Regions from separate parts of the Mus musculus genome. Here all the other regions are linked to region 3. A link is a contact called in public Hi-C data. All regions are on one chromosome and are shown on one strand. The core of a region is the stretch at or near the end of the contact, and the rest is flanking DNA. Distances in the headings are between cores, read along the strand shown.

Region 1 (4,668 bases), core at 1,046-3,545, 3.6 Mb before region 3:
AAATACTTCTTGCTGACAGCAAACAGTCCTCCTGCCATGGTGGGGGACCTGATGGGGTCAATTCTTGACGTTCGCCTGTCCCTTTCATGTTTGGGGACAGAATGCCACTGGAAGGTCAAACGCCAGTCAAACCCACCAATCATGGGCTCCCCGGTCTGCATGTAGAATTCGAAAGTGTTCCAGTCAATAGTGTCGATGACAGGACATACGATTGCGGTTTCGTCTCTACTGATCCTCTCCAAAAGTGGTTCCAACCAACCAGTGTTACACTCACAGTGACAATCCAGGAAAGTGAGGACATCCCCGGTGGCAAAAGTGGCCCCAATTAGACGGGCCCGGACCAGCCCCTCTCTCTTATTGGTTCTAATCAAGCGAACTCTCTCCAGGTTGCTGATGTAAGTTTCAAGTTGCGCCTTCAAATAAATTCTATCACTCAAGTCATCCACCAAGATGATCTCCTTTAAAAGCACAGCTGGAGAAGTTTCTAAAACACTGTGAATGGTCCGAAGCAGAGTGGACCAGGCTTCGTTATAGAAGGCGATGATAACGGAGGTGGTGGGGAGCGACCTGTAGTGGAACTTCTTGGCTTTACACTCATACATTCTTTTATCCTCTATGTGGCGGTGCAGGGAGATCCTGTCACTGAGGTAAATGTTGATGGCATATCTCTCAATAAGTTCTTCTTGCTGCTTCAGTTCCCCCTCGTTGAGCTGGAGTTTGCTTGCTCTCCCCCATTCCCCAAGAGCATGGGAATCTGCAGGGGGCTTTATATAAAGAGGCTGAGACAAATCCTCTTCCCTTGTATCAAGGTCCGGGAGCCGCCTTGGCCCCAGCTCCCTGGCACCGCCGGCTCCTGGAGAGGCATACAAAGTGGAGACTGAGAACTCCACCAGAATATAAGCCAGTGTTAAAAGGGCCAGCAGCAGGCAGCTCTTGCCTGCCCAGGTCCACCTCACGGCCATCCGGATCCTCACGGGTCGTGTGTAGACGCGGCCACCGAGCCAGCACGCGGGGAAAGCGCCGCGGATCCTGAAGCTGGAGTTCCCGGCTCAGGTAGGGGCGAACTTCCGAGAAGGTTCCTCCTTTCATGTAGGCGCTCGGCTCCTTTCCGACACCGGAGTTTCCCAGGGGTCACTTGAGACCCCCTCGCTCCCCGGCCTCTGGTGGTGCTCAACTGGTCGGTCCCCACTTCCTCCTGCTCGTCTCAGAACTTTTCACAAACTCTCCAGCCAATACTCCACCCTCCTCGGGCCGATCACAAACCCCTCCCCTTCCCACTCACTCCTCCTGGTGGTTAGTTCACGAAAGTTGTCTGTCAGGCCGGGACCAGTCGAGTCCTTACCCAGCAAAGACCCAGGGACCCAGAGTGGCCGGGTACATCCCATCGCGCCTGGCTCACTCAGGCAGGGATGGAAGAAAGGCTTTCTGCCAAGTGAGCTTTGGTTACTGTCAGAAAAGGAAAGAAGAAAGAAAGGAAAAACAAAAACAAAAACAACTTACCAATTTGTTTGCAGTTGGGGCTGAAGTCAGCGGAGGTGATGGCAGCTTTGTGACCTTTAAAAGAACGTTCCAGAATCGGATCCTCCTAGGATGGAAAGTTGTTAGGTTTGAAAGCAGGTGCAGAATTCCAGCTCTCGACATCAGACGTCAACGTTGCCTGTCCCCCGGGATCGAAGAGGAGGACCCCGCAGCATCAGCGGGCAGCGAGAGAGGCGTGGGCATTACAACCCGGCTGAGAGGCTCGGGCACTGCCCCAGCTTCCATCCGGAGGGGTCCCCACCATCGGGAGGAACCCCCAGCCCAGGCACCAGGGCGAGCCGCCGAGGGACCCGCCCACCGCACCGAGCTGCAGATGCTCGCCGAAGCCTCCCGCGCTCTTTAAACCTCCCTGGTGATTCTGACGCAGGCGCGCCGCGGGAACCCAGCCGGCGAGTCCCGGAGCCAGCTCCGCCTCAGCCCCGAGCGCCGGGATCTCTCCGGGAGCAGCGCTCACCGCTCAACCCGGGCACGGCGTCCCGCTCCGGGGAGGTGAGCGAGCTGCGGAGCTCCGGGTCTCGGGGCTACCTCCCAGGCCTGCCAGACTCGGCGTGGTTCCCCTCCTCCCGGTCCCGCCGCCCAAGGATGATCGGCTCCGGTAGCGGCGGGGACCTTACCAGGCCGGAGGCCATGCGGGGAGCGGACGGCGCCCGGGGCCTTGGGGGACCAGGGAGGGGTGGGGACGAGGGGGGACCGTGCGGCGCCCGGAACCGTCAGACTGGAGTGCGGGCGCTTCCCGGTCACTACAACAACGGCGGCCCAATCAAAGCCCGCGCTCCAGGCGTGGCCAGACGAGCCCCGAGACGCCGCGCGCGCGCGCGCTGCCGACAGCCGAGAGCCTGGCGGGAGCGCGCCGCGGGGGGTCCGCCGCGCGCGCACACAGCGAGCCCCGCGAGCTTCGGAGGTAGCGGACTACCGGGTTGTTGTCGGGAAGCGGGTTGGGACTTGGAGAGAGAGAGAGATGTGATCGGTGGTGGCGAAGCGGAGGAGAGTCGGTGATCGATGCAATCAGGATTCTATTACACCTTAAAGAGAACGGCGCCCAACTCGGCTACTCCGGAGAGGGGAGCTTGGGTGCACAAGCTAGACAGTAACAGGACGTTGAGCGGGACTAAGTTCCTTGTGTTCAATTACTGGTTTTGCACGTACTATAGATACAAATGCTGGCAGCACATGATGGGTAATATTTTATTCACATGTTCACCCTGTTTTTCTTTATTCAATAGTATTCTATTATCTATTTGATTTATTCTGTTCTCAACCGCTTGTTTGCATATGCCTTATTAAACTCACACACACACCTGAAGTGGTCGGAAGACTTGGAAACTTTAAAGTTTCTAGACCACGTGGTTACAATAACGGTCCCCACTTTAGACTTTTTTTTTTCCCCACACATACTATCATTTGTGCTTCAGCAACAGGGTTTCAAAGCTAGAGAATGTTGTCGGTGGCAGTTTGTACATGGAAGGCCACATTTTGATGCTTCTTCATACCCCTCGACAACAAACAACAGCATTAAACCCTGCCCCGGAGCATAAAAGACTCAGCTGAAAATTACATACGGAACACAACTTCTTGGCAGTGGAATGTCGTGATAAACTGGTAAGGTACATGTTGTGTGTAAATAAAAAGTGTAGTAATTACAGGTTCCCTCGCTGTATTTGCGTTTAGTCTTAACCACTATATAGCAATTATGTAAGTGCAATACCGTATTAGTTTGACACATGGGTGGATGTTAAATATCTGTTATATGTTTGACACCAAGGGCTAAACTTTGTTATAAACAAAACAAACCCCTGAATGCCAACATAGTTCCCTCCCCTCAAGAACTTGGCACTGGGATGTAGCTCAGTTGGAGAGTGCCTAATGAACTAAACCCTTGCTTGTATTCCCAGCGCCCTCATCAACACAACCTGGCATCAGTAACTATAGCCCTGGGGAGGTGGAGGCAGGAGGATCAGAGGCATAAGGTTGTCCTTGGCTATACTGTGAGTTTGATGCCAGTCTAAGCTACATGAACTCTGTTAAGCAAATAAAAAACAGACGACAACCCTGCTGTATTCTACCTTAAGGAGTCTCATGTTTTAGTATAATTGATGCTAGTTGCCAAAGATGCTGATTCAGCATATATGGGGCAGAACCTAGAGCCCTACAGGTATAACAAACTGCTTAGGTTTTGCTATAGGAGTCTTGGCTGTGTACGTGGAAAATGTTGCTCTAATAGAGGAAGGGATGTGTTAAGGGTCTTGCTGTGATGGAGGGCAGTGGTGTAGGTCGGGGATAGAGAATATGGTTAACACAGAAAAACATGGATTTGATCTCCAGCACTCGAACACACAGAGTCAGTCTCCACTTCTCATATGTGTATGAGGCAGAGACAGAATGAAATGAGAATCGGTACCAGCAACCTGTGATTTTGCCATTCTATGTTTCCCTTTTAAAAAAATGTTTAGTTTTGGATGCCAATTAAACATAAAAGTGGTATGGAATTGTGGGAAAAAACAGTACGGCATTTACTCAGAAATGAAATAATTTACTCATGATCCAGCAAGACAGGGACCAAACATCTGTATTCACTAGAGTTTGCAGCCTTAGAAGCAGCAGGCAAAAACGAGAGACAACTAATATCCAGCAAATGAGTGGGTAAATAAAATGTACATAATAGAAATAGCATTTGGCCATAAAAGCAGATGAAATTTTGATACATGCAAGTTATGTGATAATTGTGAACAAATAAATAGGCCACACACACACACACACACACACACACACACACACACACCAAGTTGTGTGATTAGATTTGCATTAGGTCAGCAGAATAAGTGGATGTTTATTTCTTGTATATTTGATCACAGGGAAATACTCCAATGTTAAAACCAGAAATCAAGGCTTTTGGATCTCTCATAGCTACATCTAATATTGGGCATAGCAGATTCAAAGACAGGAGGTTGGAGAGATGAAGTCAAAGAAAAGACAAACGGAGGGTTTTTTTTTTCTAATTGAGTACTATTTTGAAATCTTCAGTTATCACAAACGAGTTGTTAAAGGTAGGCAAGCCGGAAAGCCAGGAGGTAAAGCAGGTTATAAAAGCACCCTTCTTTGTCACTGTAAACCATCCCTGTACCTGTGGTA
Region 2 (4,261 bases), core at 508-3,007, 3.4 Mb before region 3:
CAAGAAAAAAAAAAAAAAATTTCTATTTACTTCAAATTTGAACTGACCAGGAAGGGGAAAAAAAGGGATGGGTGCTAAATGAAACATACAAGTACAAAAAGCAGATTCTCCCCCTTCCAATCCCTCTTTTAATTCCCCCAATCCGGCTCTGCCACACACAAGGACAGGGAGTCTCCCTAGGGAAAGCTGGTGGCAGGGCAAGTGAAGGCTCTCCATTCACTCAAATGGGCCACTATCCAAAGGGATGCCCTATGCGCGCTTTGTACAAACCAGGTCCTTACAAGTACTTATTATTATAAAATACACCTACGCTGAGGATCAAGAACCTTATTTTAAAGTAAGACTGTCCTCAGGTGGGGGAGGTGAAGCACAACAAAGCCTTCCATGTTGAAAGGCAGACAGTCCAGACATGCATATACCTCCACTCGTATGAAAAAAAAAATCCATATAACTAATTTATCAGGAACAGCAATCGATACCGACAGGAGTCATTAGATTATTAATAAACCCAGAAAAGTAGCATGCATAGCAGCCAAAGGTGGCTGTCTGCAGCGCTCTAACCCCTAGGAAGGGTAAAAAAAACAGCCTACCGAGGAGGTTCGCGTCCTTACCAAGGTCCTGCAGACCCTTTTACCCACGCAGACCAGCCCCAGCTTCCCCTTGCGGGTCCGATCACCGCAACAGCAAAAGCATTCCCAATGCTAGAGTCCCGCAGTAAACTGGTGACTGAAATGTGCAGAGACCAACCTGGGCAAAGACCGAGGCGCAGACCCAGGGGTCGCTAACTAGCTAAGACACAAAATTCTCCTGCAAGATGAAATAGAGAAGAAGCCCCCGCCACCTCCGCCCCCCCCACCCCCGCAATAGGAATGCCACCCTCCTTTCTTACTGACCCTTTCCGAGGACAGAGCAGATTTTCCCCCTTTTAAACTAAGTACATAAACATGAATCGGAAGCACCCGTGAACATCCTGGGGGGCCAGACTCAAGACCTGAAGAGAGCGTCCAGGCGGCTCTTCAACTCCCCGGGAGTCACCGTCCTGTCTGACAGGCATCTATCACACCATCCTCTCCGGGGGGCCGACGACAAACCTTCACCTTGCACGGGCAGTACCTCCCGGGGGCCCAAGCCAGGGATTAAATGGGTGACCCTCCCGGGTCGCAGGAAGAGGGAGTGCCGGGGCACCGCTGCCCTCAAGGTCACCACATGCCGGGGTAGGGGCGACCGGTGTTCAGATGGGCTGTGGCGGCAGCAGGGGCAGCCCCGCGAAGTCCGAGAGCCCTCGGGTGTAGACGAGAAGCCACCGGGACGGCGACTCCGAGCTGGACCCGGCGCCGAGGCGCGCGGAGAGGAAGCCTCCTCACCTTTACGGTCTCCTAGCAGGAGCGAACCCCGGCGGCGCCGCCAACTTCGCGGGGACCCGCCGCGCTCCACCCCGCGCCCAGCTGTCAGGACCCCCGCCGCGCCCTGCGCGCCCCACCCGGCCTCCCCCGCAGGTGGCCGCCCCCGCCGCGGGCAGCCACCGGCCGCCACTCACCTCGCCCGCAGCGGGAACCATTTTTTCCGAGGGGAAGAATCAAGGAAAGCTAGGCGGGTGGGTCCGGGGGATGGCGGCGAGGGGTCGCGGGACGTGCCCGCAGCCGGCTCGCTGGGTTCGGGGCGCCACGCGGAGGTGCGGCTGCACCTCGGGAAGGAGGCGGCGGCGGCGGAGCCCAGAGACTCGGCGTCCACCAGCCGGGGCTCCCTACTCACGCTGCACCGCGAGGAGGCGGCGGCGGAGGAGGAGGAGGCGGCGCCCGGCCGGCCCCCGCCCAGAGCCCGGCGGCCGCCGAGTGGCCGCTCGCGTCCCCGCAGGACCCGCCTCCTCCGCTCCGCAAAGCCGCGCTCAGGGCGCGCCGCGCTCGGCACAGCAGCTCAACCGGCCCCGCGCCGGCGTCCGCAGCAGCAGCAACAGCAGCAGCAACGGGCGGGGTGCAACCCGGGGCGGGGTCCGGGGACACCGGTCCGCAGACGCGGAGCTCAAGGGGCAACGGCCAGCTCCGGGGCAGGGGCCCGGTGTGCACCGGGTGACCCGCGAGACCGCCCGAGCAGGCAAGGGGGGAGGAGGGCGCTCACCCGTTCCGGTCCGACGCTCCCTTCTTCTCCACACCTCCACGCCTCCCGCTCCACGCTGGCAGCGCAGCTGCTCCCGCTGCCTCTGCCACCGCTGCGGATGCTCGCGCGGCCGCCGCTGCCGCCTTGGCTGGGCGCGGTCACGTGACGCGGCCCGCGGGGAGCCTGAGGGCGGGCGGGCGGGCGCGCGCGCGCGCACGAGCGGAGGTAGCGCCGCTCGGACCGGGACTGGCGCTTCCCGGAGAGGGCGTTTAAGGGGAGGATCCGGCGAGCGCGGCCCCGCCTGGCGAGCGCGCGCCCGGGGTGGGGTGAGGCGGCGGGGATCAGAACTTGCAGCGCGCGGTGTGGAAAGGGTGGCCTGTAGTGCGGGGCGGGCGACTCGCGCCTCCGCGCGCCCCTCCCTCTCTTCCTTCCCTGCGCGCCGGGCTCCCGGCTGCCCCCGCCCCCTCCTGCGCTGTCGCCCCCTCCCTTCCCCTCCTGCGGCGGCTTCCGATTGGCCGTCGGGGCTCTGACGTCTGTGTTTCCATGACGTGTCGGGGCCGGGGAGGGCCGCGGGAGGGGGCGGCGGGGGAGGAGGGGGCGGTGACTCCGTCCGTCACCGCCGGTGCCTGGGCGCGCGGCCCGGCGGCTCCTGCAACGTGAGGAAGCCGGAGAGCGACGAGTGCCGCCGCAGTGGGACGCCCTTCACTTGGGGTCCCGCTCGAGTCGCCCCCGGGTGGAGGCGATGCCGGGTCACGGGACGGGAGAGCGGCTCGGCGCCCACTCCCTAGCGGACCTGTCTCCTGTCCCGGACGGTGACGCACTCGCCCGACAGCCAAAGTGCCTTCCCTTTTGGGAAGAGAGCCCACTCGCCCTGTAGGCGCGCTGGCCCGGCCACCGACACCGGGGATCCCCGCTGCAGCGCCCAAACCGTGTCCTCTAGCCGGTGCAAGCAGGCCTCGCAAGGTCCGCTTGAAGTCCTCGTGTTTCTCTTTTGGGTTTGCTGCTGCGGCTGCTGCTTTTTTTTTTTTTTTTTTTTTTTTTTTTCCTACCTGTGGCGAGCTAGTGGGTCTTTAATTCATAATACTTAAATCCTGCCCTCATCTTTCCCGAGGAGAAAGGAACAAGAAAAAAAAAAAAAATCATGCAGAGTACCGTGCAGTATTTAGACGGTAAAAGGTAGCCGACTCTGGTCCAACCAGTTCAAAAGAAAACCGCTCATGATTACTTCTACTTTAAAAAAGGATATTCTTGACTGTATCCACACATTTAAAGATGTGTATCCTGTCCCATCTTTCTGTAATCTCTGCTTGAACTAAAGGTTCCCCCTTCCCCCGAACAATTTAGACCTTATCCGTGTTATTTTCAGCATCACTTAGCTTGAGAAAAAAACATCAAAAAAAGTGATCTGTAAGTGTTTTGTTTTGCTTTTTTCAACCCTGAATTGGAAGAATTGGTAGTTTCATAGTCTTCTCCAAAGCACACCGGTAAGACAAGTACTGCATTATGTATGTTCCCTGTCGGGTAGCATTTGTTTTAAAATAATATAAAGGCTTGAAAAGAAAATACTTGAGTTTAAAAGCAAATTTTCCATGATAAAACTGCTGAAAATAATTTTTCCATTTATATCTTCCACCAGGGTAGACATTACCAACCTCTGAGCTGTGCCCTTGACATGTAAAACTGGCACTGGGTATTTCTCTCTCTCTGTTTATCACAGAGAATTGGTTGATGTGATACAATAAATAGCCCTTCCTGCTACTATTTCAAATCTACAATTAGAAAAACAAATTAATTAAATTTCATTTAGGTAATTTCCAGTATTTTCTCACCCCGAAGTATCTTTTAGAATAACGCAGACACATTTATGAACTCTTGGCTACTTCCCCGCTTTTCTCCAAGGAAGTCCCCATAGAAAATTGAATTATGCATTCTATTTTAATCAAGAATTTGACATTAAAGTATTAAGTGAATCATTGCATGCTGCACCAGCAAAACCCATAATAGACTAAACTAGAATCTGTTCACTTTGTGGGTTTGCTGTAATTCTAACTCATAAGATGCATGTTGTAGAGTATATGCTCACGAAAAATCACCGAAACTCCTTACTATAGAGCATGATTGCAGTGAAATTTTTATTGGTATCCAAAGATGTACCCACAAGTGAAAA
Region 3 (4,062 bases), core at 328-2,827:
ATGCCCAAAAACCTACTTGGAAATGTTCTAAGATTCATAACACAGCAATAAACATTTGTTTTAAGATTCCAGTGCTCGCTGGGCAGTGGTGGCACACGCATGCTTTTAGTCCAAGCACTTGGGAGGCAGAGGCAGGCAGATTTCTGAGTTCCAGGACAGCCAGGGCTACACAGAGAAAAACCAATAAATAAGTAAATAAATAAATAAATAAAACAAATTTAAAAAGGAGATTCCAGTGCTCGTGGAAAATGTATTCTTCCTTTGTAAGAGTTTTTATCCTATGAAAGGGCTTGTTTTTCTAATTCAAGCACCTTTCTGTCAATGACACCCCAGCCTCACAGACATTTGTGACTGCCTGAAGAACTACAGTGTCTCACACCCTTCAAAGAGGCCCTCCACTTACTTTGTACAAATCTCCCCTAAAACTTTGGAAGAGTGGAACAATGCTATAAATATATGTTCAGTGGATTACAGCAAGCAAAGTGAAGCTTCAATTTGAGCACTTAGCTGGCAAACTGGGCAGTGCAAGATTTTTTTAACCAATTTCCTACATTAAAAAAAAAAACAGATGCCAAAAAATGTTAAAAATTTAGTTTTCTTGGGTTATAACACTATGAAGACTTAATGGTGTTATGTAAAGATTTTAGGAAATCAAGATACGAGGTTTATACCCCCGTGGTTCCTTATGTATTTATCAAAATTCAGTATCCCTAAAGAGCCCCAGGGCCGCTCAAATAAGGCGCACAAAAGCTGAGAGGCAAACTGTTTCACAGATCATCCCCATAACCGAGGCCCTTGAGGCCCTTGCCTCGGAGAAGAGAACAGTCTCCAAAGAGTTAGCCAGCCGAAGTACAATCACAGCGCTACCCAGCAGAAACACCGGGAAGCGAACGCGGAAGCCAGGGCAACCGGGCGGCCAGCCCCGGACGTCGCTAGGAGGTGCGGGGCAGCCAGGACCAACCTGTGCTGTCGCCGGCAGAACCCCGTGGCCCTCCCGGAGCGGCCTCTCCCGGCCCGCGGCCCCGCCCGGCTCTCGGGGTCGGTCCATTCATTCCGCACCCGGGACTGCCGCAGCCCCGAGCCCCTGCGGAGGAAGAGAAGGGAGCTCCGGGGCAGAGCGGCCGGCCACGGGCCACCACCCGCGCCCAGAGTCCAGGCCACGCCGCGATTCCCGCCCCGCGGAGGAACAGAAGCCGCCGAGGCCCGCACCGGTCCCGCGCCAGAGCCCGAAGCCCGCAGCCCCGCCCTCTCCCGGGCAGCCGCCAGGGCCTCCCCGGCCGCGGCCGCACCGCCCGGGCGTCCCGCTTGTCCGGCGTTCAGAGGCGGCCGGAAGTCTCCCCGGCGCCCCCTCCTCAGCGCCCGACTTCCTCGCCGCCGAGGCCGGACCCTTCTCCGCGATGCCTTAGAGAGGCCTCTCGGAGGCTGCGGAGGGAAGCGGACGGCCGCGCGGCCCGGCGCGCCGGAGCAGAGCCAGTGGCCCGAAGCCCGCCTGGGCGGTTACCTTGATGATCCTGCGGGGCAGCCCGGCCATCTTGTCAGATCCCGAGTTCGGCCTCTGCTCTTGTCTCCGGCTCCGCTCTCCTCACGCTCGAGTGGAAGTCCCGGGCTCCACTTCCGGGGAACGTCGCCGCGCCCGCCTGTCGCTACCTCCGCCGAGGCCCCTCGGGAAATGTAGTCCCTGCTAGGACGCGGGCTTCCGACAGCCTTCCCTCCGACCTGGTGGCCCCCTCCCCCGCGCTCCCCGCCCCAACCCCAGCCGGGGGTGGCGGAAGTGACGCTCCGCGGCGGGGCAGGGACTTGGGGGGAGGCGGCGCGAGGCGGCGCCGAGCTTCTTGGCCCGTGGCAGAATCGGCAACACTGGGCGGCCGGCGTCCACGAGCGAGCGCTGTACGTGCGACCACGCCTGCGTCGGGGGGCGACGTAACAAAGGCCCGGCCCCCGACGCAGCCCATTCATTCATTCGTTCCGTTTGTTCATTCAGCGTGTCCGCAGTGCGCGTGGCGGGCTGGCGCTGCAGCGGTTCCCTGCGGACAGGGCAGGCGGGTCGCGCGCTCCTCCTCGGTGGCGAACAGGCCGGAAGTCAATACCAAAGCTTCTAACTGGGAATAACGCTGCTTGCCAAGGACCACACACACACCCGCGACAAAAAAAATTTTTTCTAAACGTTTAAATTTCACATAAAAAAGGGGGCCTCTCTGGCGCTCCCCAAAAGAGAGTTCGGAACAAGGGAGGAGGCAAAAGGCACGGCCTCTAAACGCCTGGATCCTGCAGGATATTTAATCTTTGTGGTTGTTGGTTTTCCTGAGAAAGGGCTCCCTATGTAACCAAGTCTGGCCTGGTGCTCTCTATTCTGTACGCACCGAGCTGACTTGGAACTCGTGATTCTCCTGCCTCTGCCCCCTGAGTAGAGCTAGGCTTGTGCCACCACTTAAGGTTGAGCCTAGCAATCGAGATTTACGTGCTAACTAGAAGAAGGATCTGATTAGAGTGTAAGGGTCCATGCATGATTCGCTGAAGAATGATACCCCAGACCCAAACGGTATGTAAACGCAGAGAGGGCTTTATTCTGCAGAAGTCCAGCTTGCTAGGGTCTCTCATTCCAAGATGGAGACCTGGAAGTGAGCTCACAGTTCAGATTTAAAGCACATTAGGGGTGTGGTGGGGACATGAGTGGCTGAAAACTGTTGCTGAGGAAGTCTGGAAACTACTGCTGACCCACTGTCCTTGCTTCAGGCCAGGTGGTGGGGCAGCTTCTGAGGCCTGGACTTGCCTAGTTCTTAGAAACAGGGATTTAGGCCTCGTCTTCTGAATTGCCAATTTGAAGTCAGCCTAGCCTTCTCAAGGGGATAGAAAAGCCTGTAATCCCCAAAGGCGTTGGATTACTCATAGAATGAGGGCCCTAAAAGTGGAGGTGTCTCACAAGGATCGCTGGGTGTTTCCATTTCTTTTCATGTTGCTGTGGTAAAACACCCTCCAAAAGCAACTTAAAGGAAAAGGGTTAATTTTAGCCCCAAGTTGCATCACAGGGAGACAATCCCAGCTGGTCACATCAAATTCATAATCAGAAATAGAGTTGGGAGGCAGAGGCAGGCAGATTTCTGAGTTTGAAGCCCGCCTAGTCTACAGAGTGAGTTCCAGGACAACCAGGGCTACACAGAGAAACCCTGTCTCAGAAAAAAAAAAAAAAAAGAAACAGAGAGCAATGAATCTTACATGTTAGTGTTCAGCTTTCTTCATTTTTCCTGTTTAGAATTAAGATGGGTATCCATCAATTAAATCAAGACAGTCCCCACAGGCAGGCCCAGAGGTGTTTCTAGATCTTATCAAGTTGATAACACTAACTTATGGCCGGTGCTTTCAGGAGTCAGATCCACTGGACTTGGAGCTAAGGAAGGTTGTGAGCCACCTTGTGAGTCCTCTGCCAGAGCAACAAGTACCCATTACTGCAAAGCCATATCTCCATAGCTCTGTTCACGAGACTGCTGTTTAGATAGACTTAACATTGTCCAAGGTTATAACAAAATAGTTCAGCTCCTTTCCCAGGCATGTCTGTCAAACCACAAGCCCCACCTGAATGAAACAAAAGGAAAAAGGAAAGGAACACCACTGGTCCTAGGTACAGTGGGTGAGAAAGGTTACTGTAGATAAAAGGGAGAGAGCATAGCTGGGTGGTGGTGGCGCACACCTTTAATCCCAGCACTTGGGAGGCAGAGGCAGGTGGATTTCTGAGTTCGAGGCGAGCCTGGTCTACAGAGTAAGTTCCAGGACAGCCAGGGCTACACAGAGAAACCCTGTCTCGAAAAACAAAAACAAAAACAAAAAAGGGAGAGCATAGCCAGACTGATGTCTGGGAAAGTCCAGAGTGGACATGACCAGACTTGAGTTGGGCTACGTGAGGAGAGGGGGAGGGGAAAGGAGACAGGAGAACCAGGTGCAGCAGCCCGGAAGCCCAGAGAAGCGTAAAAGGCCATGTAACCAAAACGGTTGGATTATACAGGGGAGGGCAGCCCAGCCGCCAGGATGGAGAAGTTTAAGGTAGGATGCTGGGTATGCTAGCTTGGC

Evidence for each region. Hi-C and Micro-C count contacts between places; a contact is called where the count stands out from the background.
Region 1: a Hi-C map of CD8 T cells shows a contact between it and region 3, with 5 times the contacts expected there. The contact joins the promoter of Poc1b here to the promoter of Ube2n in region 3. A contact is called at or near these places in 1 of 39 promoter capture datasets (pre-B cells) and 1 of 484 Hi-C or Micro-C datasets (CD8 T cells).
Region 2: a contact with region 3 is called in a Hi-C map of CD4 T cells, with 7 times the contacts expected there. The contact joins the promoter of Atp2b1 here to the promoter of Ube2n in region 3.

The regions. Positions count from the first base shown.
Region 1 is chr10:99,104,709-99,109,376 of GRCm38.p6, reverse strand. Poc1b (POC1 centriolar protein B) reads right to left here and starts at 2,295. Exons shown (of 12, transcript NM_027740.7): 1 at 2,154-2,295; 2 at 1,501-1,585. The coding sequence starts at 2,168. It overlaps Galnt4 (polypeptide N-acetylgalactosaminyltransferase 4), which reads right to left and starts at 1,242. Exons shown (of 1, transcript NM_015737.4): 1 at 1-1,242. The coding sequence starts at 962.
Region 2 is chr10:98,912,648-98,916,908 of GRCm38.p6, reverse strand. Atp2b1 (ATPase, Ca++ transporting, plasma membrane 1) reads right to left here and starts at 1,757. Exons shown (of 21, transcript NM_026482.2): 1 at 1,538-1,757.
Region 3 is chr10:95,512,677-95,516,738 of GRCm38.p6, reverse strand. Ube2n (ubiquitin-conjugating enzyme E2N) reads right to left here and starts at 1,577. Exons shown (of 4, transcript NM_080560.3): 1 at 1,502-1,577. The coding sequence starts at 1,531. Gm46239 (a long non-coding RNA gene) reads left to right here and starts at 2,483. Exons shown (of 2, transcript XR_001779843.2): 1 at 2,483-2,539.